Regions from separate parts of the Solanum lycopersicum genome. Here region 2 is linked to region 1. Evidence: chromatin contacts called from public HiChIP or PLAC-seq data. All regions are on one chromosome and are shown on one strand. Each heading gives the region's core, a stretch centred on a gene start, on an enhancer-like site or on the middle of the called end of the contact. The rest is flanking DNA. Distances are from core to core; before and after follow the strand shown. Region 1 holds the start of LOC101256978 (large ribosomal subunit protein eL8z). Region 2 has its middle 6.3 kb from the start of LOC138349136.

Region 1 (2,700 bases), core at 78-2,577:
AGAAATTGATGATTAAATGGGATAACTCTTGTAATCCTTTTGAAAGCCATTATAGAGGATCTATAAGGTTTTCATTATCCAAAACAGTAATCAAAATTGGAGAACTTAGTAAGCAACTAAACAAATAATTTTTTGAAAGATTTAAATAAAAACAAAAGAGGTTAACAAACCTAAAAGCCGGATAAAGATGCATACCTTAATCAATGAAATTCTTTTGAATATTATAGATTATGTCATTGGATAGTGATTTAGAGTTTATCAAATCCTAAATGTGATTTCAACTACAAACAACAATTTTGAACATTTAAATAAAAATAAAATCATAAACGAATAAAGATGCATTCCTTAATCAAATGGATTGTGTGAATATCTTTATAATATATAGTATTCAATTTCTGAAACAAAAAAAAAATGCAAGAAAGAGAGAGACATGTTTGAAATGGAAAACATGAGAAGAATTGAAAGATGGAAATATGTGAGAGAGAGAAAAAAATATTTTTTTTAACCTATGAGAGAATTTATTGAAAAATGTGTAATTAAGGTGAAATAAAATGGAAAGTAAATTAGGATACACAAACTTCTTTAAACTAATGACATTTTTTTTTTATATTTTTACTAATATGGAGTTTTTTCTACTAAATATGGTAGATCTTTTTGACTACTTTGCTAATTTACCCTTTCTAATTAGGGAAAATTACGCAACTATTTATACTATTTAATTACTCATCATAGCTTTAGTTTGCTATAATTACCACTTTCAACTAATATTATACATTAATTACGTGGACTGACTTCGAGTTTGTATATGTATAATTCGCCAAGATATACAAATACATATGTATAATATACAATTATTTAACCTATATACATATACAATTCGCCTTTCTCACACTCTTTGTCCTCACTCGCTCGCCTCTCTCCTCCCTCTCTCAATCTCGCTCGCCTCTCTCCTCCCTCTCTCAATCTCGCTTGCCATATATACAAATGTATATGTATAATATACAATTATATACATATACAATTCACCTCTCTCCCACTCTGCCCTCTTTCCTCAATCTCTCAATCTCGATCGTCTCTCTCCTTCCTCTTCCAGTCTCGCTCGCCTCTTCTCCCTCTCCCAGTCTCTCTTGCCATATATACAAATACATATGTATAATATACAATAATTTAACCTATATATATATATATATATATATATATATATAATTCACCTTTCTCCCACTCTTTTCTCCTCTCTCGCCTCTCTCCTCTGTCTCCCAATCTCTCACATTTCTCCTCCATATAGCATGTAGCTATAAATTATAATTATCAAATTATATGGAGAGTAATTAATTATTTTTAAGTGGCTATACGTGAAATTTTCCAACAAGGCAAAAGGAGCCCGGCCCAAACAGCGAACATGGTATATATGTGTTGTGCATCGCCAACTCTAGGGTTTTGATCCGTCTCCCGCAAAAATGGTATGCTCAATCCTCTATGGTTCCAGTTCCGTACCTTCTTCACAAGTATTGACATTGATTATTGTTTCTGTGTAGGCTCCAAAGAAGGGTGTTGCAGTAGCAGCAAAGAAGAAGGCGGAGAAGACGTCGAAGGTGGTGAATCCACTGTTCGAGAAGCGGCCAAAACAGTTTGGTATCGGTGGGGCTCTGCCACCGAAGAAGGATGTAACAAGGAACGTGAGATGGCCTCGGAATGTTACCCTCCAAAGGAAGAAGAGGATTCTCAAGATGCGATTGAAGGTCCCTCCTGCTCTCAACCAGTTCACCAAAACCCTAGATAAGAATCTAGGTCAGTATACTATTGTAACCTTATATCCTCTTGCTTTTTGGTGAAAGTTGGTTGCTGTAGTTTTGCAACATTAATGTCCATTTCCTTATATTTGCACCTTCAAGGTAAATCTCTGGCATCGATGTTTAGTACACGAGCTACTTCCTTTCATTATACAAGTATGTTTTATGGTGCATGTTATTAACTGGAACTTACCAGAATTGGTGTCATGAGTAGCGAAGCAATTATAATGAATGGAGTATCTTGTTGGAGCTGTAATGTGTTCCCCTAGATGTCAGAACTATGCCTCATTGTGTACTTGAAGATGGTTGAGTGAGTGGTTGTTTGTGCTTGACTTGTGGGTTTTTATGATTCCAATTTTATCATGTCAGTGAAAGTTTGCAAAAACATAGGCTTTTTTGCTAAGTGAGCAATATGGATTTCATTTCCAGGCTCACACCTCTGGAACTGTTGCTGGTGGTTTATTTTATAGTTCATAACCAAGTGGTTGACTCTGAGCTACTATTGTCCTTTTTTAGAATAAATTTTTTGTTTGGATAGTTCAGAAACTACTACTATCTGTCATTGTTGAATAATAAATTTTACATATTCTTAGTTCATTTCTGGCAAAATATATTGTTTTGGGAAAATGTAGTACTTTGTAATGTTTTATTAAGCTGCTGCCATGTAACCATTATGTCTTCCCACTTTTCCTGTATACCAAGATTGATAGTATTGTTTATTAGCTCTCAACTCATCTTCTGTATTGTTTACTTGCATGAGCTGTTTTATGTCAGTGATACTGATTTGAATTTTTCCATTGTCTTTGCCCTTTGAACATGTCAGCTACCAACCTTTTCAAGATGCTTCTTAAGTACAGGCCTGAGGACAAAGCTGCAAAGAAGGAGCGTCTTGTTAAAAGGGTTCAAGCTG
Region 2 (2,700 bases), core at 67-2,566, 50 kb after region 1:
ATAGTTTAAAATTATGTTAGATATATGAAATATCGTTTAATTTTTAAGCTTGTCATTATGTAGAAAGCTGAAATTAAATTATCGAGGACTTTGTTTTCAAACGAAAAGAAGTATAATTAGTAAAATTAATCAAGAATGGAATGTCGTTGTGTCGAAAAAAAAGATGATGCAAAATAATATAAATTTATGTTTGGACATAATAAAGTTAAGGGTCCCCTCCCCTCTAGTGTAATGATGAACTTTGCATTTTCTTTGTCTCTTCACATCACTATGATTACTGGCGTGTTCATAAAATTACGTACTATAAAAAAAAATGCATTTCATTTATCCATTTGCATTTGCCTAACTACCCTTTTCTTCATCTTAATTTAATAACATCCTCAATGAAAACCAAAGGCATTCTTATGTTATTTTTGTTTTTGTTCCTTTTACATTTGGAGGCTGAAGGTCGAGATTGCTGTGGGGGTTGGGCTAGTCCTATAACAAGGGAACAAATTAAGACAACAGAGGATTATGCTGGAGACCAAAATGTTTTTGATGATGTCTATAGACAACATGAAGATATTCCAAGCCCTGGTGTGGGAAATTGAACTATCTAAACTTGTCTTATTATTTTTTTAGTACATATACTCTTTTTGTTTGTGTCATGTTCTCTCTTTTGCTCTATATGTTACATCACATTAATAATAGTCCATATGGTGGATTGGACTAGAAGTTGCTCGGATAGTAAGCATGCCGCACTTTCGATTCGAAGGTTGTGAGTTCAAATCATCAAAAAAGCGAAGCTCGGGTAAAAAAAAAAAGGTCTATATGGTGGATTGTACTTGGGTGGTTGTTTTTTTCTTGTGGGGGGTATAAATGGGTACTGGGCAATTTTCATGTCGTGTACATTTTTACAGCAAATATACAAATATGTAAAATATTTGTGAGGATTATTATTGTGGTGGCTTGGGCCTGAAGAAATTTTCAAATGGAATAAACGTTTGTTGGTTTATTTGAGCTCTTAACTTATTCTTCATAGTTCCTACTGCTTCTTTTGGGATAATATAAATATAACATCATTTTCTCTTTGAAACTCTATCTTATTCGATTTATTAAATATATGATCAAAGTTGCTTGGAAATATTATCTTCATCAAAAATAGAACTTCTTTTGCCTTTCTTAACTTAGTACGTTTTTGTTTGTTCAACTAGCTTGATACTTCTAGTAAGCCCTGTTAATTGGGTCGGATTATTCGGGCCCATAACCATCTTTACTTATCGGGTTTTCCATTAATGGGCCTAATCGATCTAAATAGTAATTTCAGAGAATCATATCGGCTCGTGACCCATGAGACAAATCTACCAATGTTAATGGGCCATGCCTAGGTTTTAGCCCTGTGGCAAAGGGCCAGATTATTTCTGGAAAACTATATGGGTCATAAAATTCAAAATAATTATAAGTCAGATTCAAATTCAAGGTCATTTCTAGAATACTCATTATTTCATAAATAATTACAATTCCTATCTGTTAGGATAGAAAATAAATTGGTGTAAATGCGGAAGCTAGCAACGCAAACCTCAAAAGACCACGAGTAAGAAGACAACGAGAAATATATTAAAAGACACAAAGATTTAACGTGGTTCGGTCAAGCGACCTATGTCCATAAAGGAGATGAACAATCCACTATAAATATGAGAATACAAAATACAGAGGGAAACAACCTTAATCAATTCACTTGGAATACATGGGAGGTTCACACAAGTGATAACGTATCAAGCTTGTGACCCATAAATTCTCCCCTTAACCAAAATTCTCAAAGCCCTTAAGACTACATTGTGAATGCTGATTAAGTTAGAAGGAACATGTCTCTATTTATATAGTCCTAAACCTTTTCCTACTATAAAAAGGATTAGTCAATCCAAACCTTTTCCTAAAAGAAAAACCTATTTATGGTAAGAAATCAAGACAAATAAAACCCAACACTACCCCCCATTCATCCATTCATTAAGGGTGATAATTTTTATTTAACTGATACTAAATTGATATCATATACTATATTAGTATCATTAAGATTGACAATTTCGATACTAAATTATTTAAGTGTCAAAAACACGTCGAAAGTATTCTTTTTTTTTAATTTCATACATAGACTATAACTTATTAGTTTAAGAAACACATCTGAGTGATGTGTAGTACACTCTATCTTTTATTTGCAAAAAAATTGTCACATACCATTACATATGAATAAAATATTTCACCTTGACTAAATAAACTATTAATATTAACTCTTATCCTAAAAAAAGAAACTTTTAAAAGAATAATATTTTTTTTAAAAAATAATATTTTTCTCATTTCACCACCACATTATCCCCACACCTGACAAACCCATCCTTTTATTTTCTTAAATTTATTTTATAAAATATTTTAAAAATATTCAGACCTCAACCCTTCCCCACTCCTTCCTAAAAAAAAGGGGGGGGGGGGAGGGGGGAATACAAGAAGACTATTGTTGAAATCTCAGAGTCACATCTTAACAAATAAATTATGGTTATATTACTCCATGAAATCTTTTTTTTTTTTTGTAATTTTATACATTTTTTTGGCTTACGTGACATTCAAATATTTTTTACGCGCCTCAATTGCATGGAGTCACGGAGTGTGCCACGTGAGTCAAATGATATACAAAATTACAAAAAAAAAGCATGAGTTTGGGGGGGA

The links. HiChIP or PLAC-seq counts read pairs in DNA pulled down with a chosen protein or histone mark.
Region 2: a contact with region 1 is called in an RNA polymerase II HiChIP or PLAC-seq map of leaf, with 6 times the contacts expected there. The contact joins the enhancer-like site here to the promoter of LOC101256978 in region 1. A contact is called at or near these places in 4 of 8 Hi-C or Micro-C datasets (leaf and leaf mesophyll) and 1 of 1 datasets of contacts at active chromatin or transcription factors (leaf).

Annotation. Positions count from the first base shown.
Region 1 is chr6:34,991,277-34,993,976 of SLM_r2.1, forward strand. It overlaps LOC101256978 (large ribosomal subunit protein eL8z), which reads left to right and starts at 1,328. Exons shown (of 6, transcript XM_004240822.5): 1 at 1,328-1,460; 2 at 1,536-1,788; 3 at 2,614-2,700. The coding sequence starts at 1,458.
Region 2 is chr6:35,041,250-35,043,949 of SLM_r2.1, forward strand. No RefSeq gene overlaps it. Among protein-coding and RNA genes, the nearest start is that of LOC138349136, 6.3 kb to the left of the region's middle. Within about 2 kb of position 1,317, at least 2 of the 2 cell types and tissues checked have open chromatin away from gene starts, as enhancers often do. A contact at or near this core is called in leaf, where this site is marked.